Linked DNA regions of Columba livia: region 2 is linked to region 1. A link is a contact called in public Hi-C data. All regions are on one chromosome and are shown on one strand. Each heading gives the region's core, a stretch centred on a gene start, on an enhancer-like site or on the middle of the called end of the contact. The rest is flanking DNA. Distances are from core to core; before and after follow the strand shown.

Region 1 (6,085 bases), core at 2,684-5,183:
GAGGCCTCCCCACCTCTTCGCCATCGCTGACGCCGCCTACAAAGCCATGAAGAGGAGATCGAAAGACACCTGCATCGTGATATCGGGTAAGCTCAAGGAGATTTGCGTTGTGATGAACGCTTCTCTATGAAATTCTGGGCTGAAGAACAAGAATGATTTGACTAATGACAGCATTTTAGAAAACTGATATAAAGCTGTGGTGCTGGAAATACAGTCTTCCCAGTTTAACAAAGCAACAGGTAAGTAGGTCTCAGTAGGATTTTACCTACCAGCCTCTGAAACACAGTTGGAAAAGTGTTGCCTGTGTTCATAGTTGAGACAAGCTCAGAGAAAGGCCTGATGCAAATGGTACATTTGTCGTCTGCGACTTCAGATGATTGTGTTTCGAGCTTGGAAATGTTTGCTCTCAGAATTTGCCTTTGAATCCGTGCGTGGAGACCTTAACAATTATTTCTCGGCTGATTCAAGAACTGGTGTCAGTCGGCAGCTTAATCTGCGCACACAAAGTGATAACTTGGACGTGAGTCCTGGAGCTCAGGGAGAACAGAACTGCTGATTTCTGTCCCTTTGATGCCCGCCTGATGTTTAGTTCTCTGTTTTGATGCCGGCCTGATCGCTTGTGGTGGCTCTAACAGCGGCAGTGGCGCTTGTACCATGAGCTCTCGCTATCTGGATCCTGGCACTTGGTTCCCTTGATGTCCCCGTGGTTCAGCAGCTCTGAAAAGCGAGAGCCCCGCGCTGGGGTGTTGAACAGAAGCCCCTTGTGCGGCGGTTCCCGGCGCTGCAGGCCAGTGTTTCTGCTCAAACAATGTTCCTTTTGATGCTGGGGGTGCCAGGCCCGTCACCGACCTGCGGAATCCAGTGTCGGAACCGCCTCAGAGTCAGCACAGCGGCAACGAGCAGCAGGGTTGTGGCTGTTTGGAAAAGGGTCCGAGTGCACACAAATCAGATTGTTTAAAAAAACCCAAACCAACAAAACAACAACAGAACCAACCAACCAACCAAAAAACCCCCCAAAACCAACAAACCCCTACTACCAACCAAAAATACACAGAATAACAGAATGTCAGGGGTTGGAAGGGACCTGGAAAGCTCATCCAGTGCAATCCCCCCATGGAGCAGGAACACCCAGATGAGGTTACACAGGAAGGTGTCCAGGCGGGTTGGAATGTCTGCACAGAAGGAGACTCCACAACCCCCTGGGCAGCCTGGGCCAGGCTCTGCCACCCTCACCGGGAACAAGTTGCTTCTCATCTTTCAGTGGAACCTCCTGTGTTCCAGTTTGCACCCATTGCCCCTTGTCCTGTCACTGGTTGTCACCAGAAGAGCCTGGCTCCATCCTCCTGACACTCCCCCTTTCCATATTGATCCCCAGGAATGAGTCCCCCCTCAGTCTCCTCTTGTCCAGCTCCAGAGCCCCAGCTCCCTCAGCCTTTCCTCACACGGGAGATGCTCCACTCCCTCCAGCATCTTGGTGGCTGCGCTGGACTCTCTCCAGCAGTTCCCTGTCCTGCTGGAACTGAGGGGCCACAACTGGACACAAGATTCCACAAAAAACCACAAACAAACAATGAAAAAACCCACAACCAACCAAAAAACTAAAACCAACCAACCAAAAAAACCAAAAATTCCCACAACCCAAACCAACCAACCAAACCCCAACACACACAAAACCAACAACAAAACCCCCCAAACTGAACAACGCAAAACCCAAACGCCCTCAGGGTGAAATGAAGAGACACCGTGCAGTGATTTGCTTTGGGTTCTTTTGGACGTTGTGTCCCGTTTGTGTCTGTGTCCTCAGGTGAGAGCGGGGCTGGGAAAACCGAGGCCAGTAAATACATCATGCAGTACATCGCGGCCATCACCAACCCGGGGCAGCGCGCCGAGGTGGAGAGGTGAGAAAACACCTACATATAGCACCGGATTCTTACATCTACTAATTACACGCTGATTTTCCCAACCATTTTTACCAGATTTTTACCAGACTTCTTCAGCTAAGACTGTTTTACTCTGGGAATTTTACAATATTGATTGCTAAGGTCACATAAAAAATATATTTGGAAAGTTCAGATGTTCCGAATACAAACAGTCTCTAGAAATGGCGTTTCCTGGGGCAGATTTGCTGCAATAGGTTGATGTTAGAAGAGCATCTTGAGTGTATTCCATGGCCTTTCAGGCTCGTGTGCTCCCATGTTGCAAAATGGGCTTGTCGACCTTAGGGTAAAAGGCTTTGAGCAAAGAACAGGCTTAGTACCTACCCCGACAAAAGCGTTGAAAATGACTTTAAAAGACTTTGAGAAATCGATTTTTAAATCTCACGCATGTAAAGAAACTGAATTTTTGATGCTATTTTCAGTGGGGAGATCTGGCCTTTGGTTCCCATTGACTTGGCTCTAAGGAACACAGCGGGAGATTCGCAGCTGATTTCCCGTGGGATCGCTGATGTCAAACACGTCCACCCAAATATCTCATCAAAGAGCCTCTCTGCTGTTACTAAATTCTCTAGAAAAGCCTGAAAATGAAAAAGCATCGTTAATTTGAGTCTGCAAGTCTGGACTTACCCCGTTCTCCTTCCGCTTGTGCTGCAGAGTGAAGAACATCCTCCTGAAATCCAACTGCGTGCTGGAGGCCTTTGGCAACGCCAAAACAAACCGCAACGACAATTCCAGCAGGTTCGGAAAATACATGGACATCAACTTTGACTTTAAAGGAGACCCGATCGGCGGGCACATCAATAATTACCTCCTAGAAAAGGTAAGTCACGCCGCTTTTAGACTTGGAGGCTTTGGTGTCGTTATTTTTATAAGATGGGCTTTGCCAATAGAAAATGTTCATTTTTAATGTTGTCTGTTGTGTTGTATACGAGGGCACGGAGTCTTATTTAAATCCAGGGCGTTATTTCTTCTCTAAGAGTTACTATAAGTAACTGAAACGCTGGAGGTTTCACACCAAGGGACAAAAGCTTTTGTGCATATAGGTGTATGGACTTTGTATCTGGAATAAAAGCTGAGATTAATTTAATATCTGCAAAACTCCTTTCTAAGTTCCCGCATTGCTGGATAAAGAAGATATTTAGGTCCGTAAGTAGCAACGATGTGCTTGAGAAGTGCGAATCTGGAATAAAGCCACAGCCCCGTATTTTCTTTTAGTAACTTGGGGTTTATTTATTCCAAGTGTTCCTGCGTGTATTTTTCTTTCACATCATTAAGTGCTGCGAGAAAATGTTGGAATATGTCAAACTCTATAGAGAAACTGGGCTTACCTATTGACAGTTCTCATGTGTGGACGCATCTGGCTTCAATTTATCTATTTGACCACATCTGCTAAGGTGCCTTTTTCTGTGTGTTTTTTCCTTTCCCGTTGTTTCCCTGGAGTCTATTTGCAGACTAAACACTTTATTTTATAAAAACCAAACCAAACAACGAACCCAAACACTGAACATGTGATACTTCCACGCGCAGGAGTGGGGCCGCAGCTGCCCTGACTTAAACCCTCATGTATTTCATATTCTTGACTTCCATCCAGTTACATTTCTTTCCATTTCTGGTCCGAACACAATGAATTTGTGCAGCAGGAACACATGCCTTGTAGCTCCCCGGAGTTCAAACTTACAGCATAAAACAAGGATCTGTTGCTTGTTGACTGAATTTCTGCTGCATTTAACGTTTTGTTTTGGGGTTTTACGCTGCTTGGGAATGAACGTTCTGAAGTTGGAGATGTCACTTGCTCCCTAAACCAGAGCAGAGCTGTCGCTTGTGTGGTCACTGCGTTCTGTTTGCCAGCCTGTCTTGGGCTTGGAGAAGTGGGGTTTTCCTTCCATTTTATTAAATAACTCTTCACCTAAATGATATTTAATTTGACTCTTCCATGAAAGCCATTCTGTGGTTACCCCCGAGGGTTCCAGGTTGGAGCAGGATGTTGTAGCTGGTACCCAAGCTGGTCTTTTTGATTCTAAACTTCAAACTCCACGGTCATGCCTCACAAATATTGTTCCTAACAGACTTATTACAAGATCGGCCAAGTCTGGGGGTGTCCTGGCCATGGTGACCCCACGCATGGCCATCTAAAGGTTGGATAACAGGCTGTCCACATCCACTAACACCCACCTTGTGTTTTCTTCCCTTCCAGTCCCGTGTGATTGTGCAGCAGCCTGGAGAACGCAGCTTTCATTCTTTTTACCAGGTTTGTATTCCTTTGCTGCAACAAATGACTATTTAACAGTTTCCCAGACACAACAGGCAAAACATTTCAAGCTTTCACCCTTTTGGGTGTTTCACAAAGAGTTCTCTTGCTGTTGCGTCTTGGGTGATCTTACGTCCTCTAGTTCTTTGCATGAGAAGATTTATTTTTGTCTATCCTCCAGTCCCATATTAACACATTTGTAAACTTAAAAGGAGGCTAACTAAACAAACATGGTAGAACATTGGACTTTGACTCACTGTTTTATTTGTAATAAGTCTAATCCCTCTATTTTCTCTGGAGGCCTTTAGTCCATATGGAAGTAATTTATGACACCAAGTTGACTTGAATTTTTTGCTTTGGGTTCTTTTTAATGTCTTCCACATTGTACGGGGGTTCCCCTGTGCGTCCTTCGGGGGAAACATCGGCCTGTTAGTATAACCTTTATTCTCGGTTTCGCACTGAGGGGAGCGGACGTTGGTTTATTGATTTCCCGCTCGCCCGGCGCTCAGGCCGGTACGTTAACACCTTTCTCGGGAACGTGGCGTTTCCGTGTCGGGAAGTCCTTGCCAAGAGCCATCTGTGACATGTCACAGCTGGAAACAGCTGAAAAGCCCCTCAAGACCATCAAATCCAACCATAACCCACCCAGGCACTGCCCCATGTCCCTGAGAACCGCATCTCTGATCTGTTCAACCCCTCGTGACTCCAGCTACTGCAGCTGATTCTTCTATAGCAGCAATTTCACGGGTTTTATCATTTTGCTTGTCGAGCAGATGAGTAAGAAAGACAAAAAGGAAGGACTTGTTTTTATTCACCCTTTCTTACAATGCTCTTTGTGCAGCTCCTGCAGGGCGGTTCTGACCAGATGTTACGTTCTCTGCACCTTCAGAAGGACGCGTCTGCCTACAACTACATCTGTCCTGGGGCGCAGCTAAAGGTGAGGGTGCGCTCAGCGACTCTGAGGTAACTTGTCTTAAAATCATAAATGCTTCTTGAAATACTTAAAGCACTGCCGAGCTAGTAAAAGCTGAGACCAATATTTACGGTGTGAGTATGGAAACGTGACACCATTATGCTGTTTTTAATGGAGTCTCTGCCTCCGGAAGACAGGCTGGTGTGTACTTGCGTGTGCTACGCTTGTGTCTGTGTGCAGAAAGCAAACGGAGCAGGAGAGACACCACCTCTGGTAGTAAATGCATTCACAGATATTTGACCTGTTACCAGTGTCAGACTCTTCACGCTTCGTAATGGGTAAATTAAGCTGCTTTCTGGACCAAAAAGCCAGAAGGACTCTTTTTTTTTGCAGCAGGAGCATTGAAATGACTGTGGCATTCATTCTGTGTATCTGCCCTCTCTTGGGGGACCTCTGAGCAGGAAAGAAGGGAACAAACCCAAAAGTTTTTAGGACAACAGGATCCTGAACACTTTACGTCCATCTGGAGTTGTCCGTAGCATTGTCCAGACAACAGGCTCCCTGATTTCCTGATGGCTTTCTTGAGCTAGATGCTCTTTGGCAAACAAACCCACAGACCTTCTGTCACGGTCCATTCAGTGATGGACTCGTGATGGTTCTTTTACCTTGATCTCGAAGCGCAAGATTAAGGCAACCAAAACGCCAAGGGGTTATAATTCAATCAAGCAGTGTTACTTTATTAATTTGCCCATAAAGCTGCATGTGATAGAGAGAGAGAGTAAGAAAAGGGAAAAGAAACGGGGAAAAGTAAAAGTAAAGAAATGAAGTTGCGTTTATCACCAGTTGAGTTCCAGAAGCTCCCTCTGCTCTCCGGGCCCGTGGAGTCCTGCTGCTCCTCCGTCGTGGTTCGGGATCCTCTGCTGGGAAGATCTTCAACGGTGTCCCTTCTCGTTTCATCTTTCATGCTTCTTCACCCCGCCTCGCTCC
Region 2 (5,859 bases), core at 2,228-4,727, 120 kb before region 1:
CAGTGCCACATCCACAGCGGGGGAGATGTTGAGGTGTTCACAGGGGACATGGTTGTTGCTCCTCACACCCCGAGTTCACGGGGAGCTCCTGGTGCCCACACACCCCTACAAAACACAGGATCCCCAATTTGGGGGGTTTTCTGTGTCAGGAGCGAGGTCTCGGTAGCTGTGACATTGGCAACTCGAGGAGCAGACAGTCCCCAATGGGCGCAAGGGGTTTTGCCTCCCCGCGTGTCCCGTTTCCCACAGTTTTGTGCTTTCAGAGGCTCAGAGCCCGACCACAGCCCTGGGTGTCCTCATAGCGGGACCCCAACATCCACAACCGAGCTCCAGGTGGGGACATGGAGGCGTTTGCAGGAGCAAGGGAGCAGCCTGACATGCTGATAACACACACCTCGCTGGCCGCTGGACTTATCTCCCAGCCCGGAGCCGTCCCAGCACAACCGAGCCACACACATGTGCCGAATCATCCAGCGCCCGGCCCCGTCTACCTCGTACATGACACAGCAGGAGCAACAGCAAGGTTGCCGTTATTTATTGCCAATGTGCCATTATTTTTTGGCCCTAGCGGCCCGCAGGGTGGCTGGACGATCTGAAGGCAAAACCCCACTGCCCCTGCTGCTCTGCGGTCCCGTCCCGAGCGGCTCCGCGGTCCCCGGGCTGGGGGGCTCAGGTCCCGGCGGTGCCGTGGTCGAGGGTGGACGGGGAAGCTGGAGGATCTGGCAGAAACCCCGCGCAGGGCTGATCCCCACATTGCCGGTGCTGGGGGTTTTTGTGTCTTAGCCCCTCCATACCCGGGGTGTTTGGTTGAGCAATCTGGGAGCAGCCACTGACCCATCTGCCACCCATGGGTCGTCCCGCCCTTCATGGCACCCAACAGTCTGGGTGCTGTGTCCCTTTCCACACCTCTCAGGAACATTTTGGGGACACCAGCTGTCACTTTACAACCCTCGTCTTGCAGAACTGGCCTCCCGCAGGCCGGCAGACTGGGCTGGGTTTGCCCCCAGGCTTTGCAGGAACCAGTAGTACTCCAGGCTGGGTTTAAACCCATGACATAGCGGGGGTGCCTCCTTCCAGAGCAATTTTGGGGCTGGATTTGCAGTCGGAGGGGGGTTTTCACACCGTAGCCGCAGGATCGCGCTGCTGCGGGTGAAGCAGAGCGGCAGCCGGGCTGGATGGGGCAGGGAGCTGCGTGTTGGGACGGGCCGGAGCTTGAGCAAAACTCCGAGTGCTGGGGCAGAGGAGGAGCCAGGGGAGCCCAGCGCTGGCAAACAGCCCCCAGCCCAGCTCCCACACCTGCCTGTCCCGGCATTGCTGCAGGTCAATGGGCACTGTGGGCAGCACTGGGGTTGGGAGCGGGTGGCATGGCCGGGACACACAGCCCTGCCCTAGAGTCATAGAATAGAATCACAGAAGCATTTTGGTTGGAAGACACCCTCAGGATCATCAAGTTCATCCATAACCCAACTCCAGCACTAACCCATATCACTAAGAACCTCGTCTAAACGTCTTTTAAACCCCTCCAGGGATGGTGACTCCAGCACTGCCCTGGGCAGCCTGTTCCAATGCCCCACAGCCCTTTGGGGAAGAAATTGTTCCCACATCCAACCTCAACCTCCCCTGGCGCAACTTGAGGCCGTTTCCTCTGCTCCTGGCGCTTGTTCCTGGGGAGCAGAGCCCGACCCCCCTGGCTCCAAGCTCCTTTCAGGCAGTTCAGAGATCAGAAGGTCTCCCCTCAGCTCCTGTTCTCCAGCTGAACCCCCCAGGTCCCTCAGCCGCTCCATCACACTTGTGCTCCAGCCCCTCACCAGCTCCGTTCCCTTCTCTGCACTCTCTCCACTATTTCAATGTCCTTCTCATGATGAAGGGCCCACCTGCCTGCACATCTGCCTGCACATCTGCCTGCACGCTGCTGTTGGGAACCCTTGGCTGCCCGCACATCACCCGGTGCTGTCCCCAGGGCACCAGAAGGCCCAGCCTGTCACCCGCTGTCACCTGAGACAGTTTGCTTTGCTCTGTCTTTCTCTTCAGGCCGAAGCTGATGTGACACGTCCCCCAGCACCGGCACAGCTTTCACACCCACGGCCACCCAGCGCCCGGCTCCCAGCATCCATCATCCCAGCATCCATCCCAGTGCCCAGCACTCATCTCTCCAGCACCTGAGCACCCAGCATCCACCTCCCAGCACCTCAGTGCCCAACACCTGACTCCCAGCATCCATATCCCAGTTTCCCTATCTCCCAGCATCCAGCACCCAGCATCCATCACCCAGCACCCCAGCTCCCAGCATCCCAGCACCCATCTGCCAGTACCCCACCGTCCAGCACCCATTTCCCCGTCCCCCAGCACCCATCTCCCAGCACTCATCTCCCCAGTACCCGTCTCCCAGTTCCCATCTCACAGTACGAACTGCTCCCCTCCGTCCTGAACACAAGGGGGCGACAGAGTCGGACTCCCGCGCCACGGCCTGGCCCCGCCTACTGTCGGGTATGGCCCCGCCCACCGCAGCATACACACATCTGGCCCCGCCCACTGCCCGCTATGACCCCGCCCATCTCGTTGCGCAACGGTCTTGCCCCCGCTCCCGCTCTTAGCCCCGCCCCCGGCGCTTGCGCACCGGCCCCGCCCACAGGCGACACAGCCCGTGCGTGGCCCCGTCCCACGGGTCACCTCGGTCGGGTCACCTGGGGCCCACACGTGTCCCCCGAGTCTCCATATGTCCCCACGTGTCCCCATGTCCTCTGGGCTTCCCTGCCTGTCCCCAGGTCCCTCGGGTGTCCCCATGACCTCTGAGTGTCCCCTGGTCCTCTGGGTGTCCCCACATGTCCCCGGGTCCCCACTGCATCTCCTGAGTCTGCCCCATGTCCCCTGAGTGCCCGGGTGCAGCCCATGGTGGTGGCGTGTCGCTGCCGAGGTGTCACCATGGCATCCCCAGGGACTCCAGGCTGGTGTCACCGGGCTGCCCCCGTGTGAGTCTCCACCTCGGCTGGTGCCAGAGGGTGGGACAGGGATAGGACAGGGATGGGACAGGGATGGGCAGCAGCTCCCGAGGGATCCGCCCTCCGGCCGAGCGCTGGATCCCGCTGTGTCCCCGCGGGGACAGCAGGTGCTGCCACCCCCGCACTGGTCCCCCGATGCTCCAGGTCATTTTTCCCCTCCTGCCCTTTTTTTGCTCATTTTTACTGCTCGTCACCAGCATGAGCATCAGGCCAACGCTGACACCGAGTGGCTCCTGGGACCCCCCCGCACACTGGGGACAAATCCAGCCCTCCCCCTGCACTGTGACCAGCCCGGTGTCACCCACATGTCCCCATCCTGCCCCAGCGAGGAGCCCAAGTGGGGTCAGGAGCCACAGCCGGCGATGCCGCCATCGCCCAGGCCAGGTCTGCGTCCCCCTCCGCGGGCAGGATGTGACCAGCCATCCCCCATCGTCACCCAGCCTGTCCCCTCCCAGCCCATCGCCGTGTCCTACTCCTGTCACCAACGTCCCCAGCAGTCGATATCCCAGCGGGCCGAGCCGAGCGCGCTGCCGGCATCACCGCGCCGGGAGCACCCGCTGCATCCCTGACCCGCGGAGACCCCCGGCTGGGGGCAAGGACACGGGGACAGTGGTGGTGGCCCTGCCACCGCCCCAGCTCTGGGGACGCTTGTCCTGACACCCTGCCGGCGGCTGTGGACTTTGTGCCGAGCGCAGGAGCGGCGGTGACAGTGACATGTCTGCCAGTGCTGGCAGAGCCCCAGATCACCCGTGAGACCCAGCTCCGCACAGCAGGTAACACCAGGGTGACAGCCCCTCTGCTCGGGGGGGCCGTGATGTGGGGATCCCCAGGGAGGATGGGTCCCCCTATGGTGTCACTGCCCCATCTGCGGATCTGGAGGCAGCTCCAGGGGGGAATCACGGCATTTTAAAGCAGGGGAAACTGAGGCACGGCAGTGTAGCCACTGCCAGGGCGACCGCGCAGTCCCGCTTTTGGGGGAGAAATGCTGGAAAACCCCATTTTTGTTCCAAAAACTCCTCCAAACTTGGTGGAGTTTTGCTACAACCTGCTCCGCTGAGCCAAGCTCACCTGGGGAAGCCCAAAGCCCAGGACGGGTTTTGGGGAGAGCGATGGCTCTGGTGGGATATTGGCTGCAGGTGGAGCTGGGGGGAGCAGGTGTGGGTGCTCAGCCCCTCTGTGGGAACCCACCCATGGGTGGGGCGGGGGAGGGATGTGCCTGGGGATGGGATTTATCTCCCAAGAAGGCTCAAAATCTGGATTTGTCCTGGGACGGCTGAGCTCTCTGCTGCGTATTGAGGTGTGTCAGGTCTCTGCAGCCCCCTCATGGGATTTTTCTGGCTGAGCCCCTGTGTGGTGCCAAATGGCGTGTTGGGGGGTTTGGGACCGTGATGCTGGACCTGGTTTGGGGAGGGATGTGATGATGTTGGTGGTTGTTTACCCCTCAAGTCCGGAAACTCCGCTGGGAAGGAAAGGGAGGGGAGAGCCAGGGCTGTTCCCAGCACCGCAGGGGGGGGATGCTCCCGGTTGTGCCCCGAGGTGTCTCCATCTGTGTGTTTCTGGTGGTCCTGGACCGCCAGCATCGCCCCTTCCTCCCCCCCAGCTCTGTGGTGGCTCCGCAGTGACCAGGAGGGATCAGGGACCTGCTGGTGGCCTGGGGCAGGGCAGGACAGAACGGTGACAGGTCAGTGCTGTGGCTGTTGGGGTTTGGGTGCTGCTGCCCAGCACCCTTGGGTGTCATCACTGTATCCTTTGCATAGATGAAGCGGGGGGGGGATGTGCATAAGGAAACAGGTCCTTTGCCCTTGAAATGTGCCTTTTCCTGGGGATTTCCTGGCTGATGCAAGACGGGGCCTGAGAAAAACAGCAGCTTTGAGCCCAAGTTGCTGCTGACAAGCGGTTTCCCCGCCTGGGGAGAAGGGACCTGCTTTAAAATGGAGTTTAGCCCCTTGCTGGGTGTCTGTGTGCCTGTGAAGATGTCAGCTCTTGGGTGCGGTGAGGAGGCTGGGTGGAGGTGGAGAGATGCTGGTGGTCTCCTGTGGCAGGGACAAGGTGCAGGGCTCTGGGGAGCAGACACACGGACATCGCTTGTCTCTGTCCCCCTGTCCCAGCGCAGGCTGCCAAGAGCCTTGTGGACACATCCAGCATCGTCCTGACCATACCAGCACCCAGGAAGGAGCTGGTGGCACCAACATGTCCCAGGCAGAAGGTACAGCTGAGCCCTTGGTCTGTCCTGGGGGAGGCACAGGCTTTGCATGGGGACCCTAGTCTTGGTGTGAGCCCCCAAAATCAGCACTAACCTGCATCCCATACTGTTTAATCGCCCCATTTCACTTGGGTTTTTGATTCTAAAAGCACCTTCCACCCCAAACCCTGATTTACTGGGTGCTGGGATGCTGCAGGAGCTCCTGTCCCCGTGTCCCTCCCAGGTCCCATCCACACCATGTGGGGAGGGTGGTCAGACTGGATGGAACTGGGGGCGGGAGGATAGATACTGGAAGGGAAGCAGAGGCAGCTGGTCCCAGAGCATGAGGGATCCCCGCTCCATCCCTCCCAGGAGACGAGGAGACCTTCGAACACTGCGATGTGGTCATCAACACCCAGGACAAGGTTTCGGATGTGTACACACAGCTGGAGAAGCTGGGAGAGTAAGTGGGAGTCCCATGTCCCCATCTCTTGGGGGTGGCTCTCTCTGTGGGGTGGTGGCTCCTCCGTCCCTCATCCTCGCTCTGTCCCAGGGGGAAATTTGGGACAGTGTACCGGCTGCAGGAAAAAGCCACCGGCAAAATCCGTGCTGGGAAATATTTCCGGACGCGGACAGCCAAGGAGAAGCAGGCGGCTCGGGCCGAGGTGGAGCTCATGA

What was found. A called contact is a pair of places that touch in the nucleus more often than the background predicts.
Region 2: a Hi-C map of liver shows a contact between it and region 1, with 3 times the contacts expected there. The contact joins the promoter of LOC102088141 here to the enhancer-like site in region 1. A contact is called at or near these places in 2 of 2 Hi-C or Micro-C datasets (crop and liver).

Annotation. Positions count from the first base shown.
Region 1 is chr23:4,380,904-4,386,988 of bColLiv1.pat.W.v2, reverse strand. MYO1D (myosin ID) reads left to right here. Exons shown (of 23, transcript XR_010467796.1): 2 at 1-86; 3 at 1,805-1,898; 4 at 2,592-2,757; 5 at 4,132-4,185; 6 at 5,027-5,122. Among named protein-coding and RNA genes, the nearest start is that of MYO1D, 40 kb to the left of the region's middle. Within about 2 kb of position 3,933, at least 1 of the 3 cell types and tissues checked has an H3K27ac peak away from gene starts, as active enhancers do.
Region 2 is chr23:4,503,186-4,509,044 of bColLiv1.pat.W.v2, reverse strand. LOC102088141 (myosin light chain kinase, smooth muscle) reads left to right here and starts at 3,477. Exons shown (of 11, transcript XM_065039829.1): 1 at 3,477-3,772; 2 at 4,600-4,680; 3 at 5,113-5,205; 4 at 5,554-5,644; 5 at 5,735-5,859. The coding sequence starts at 5,190.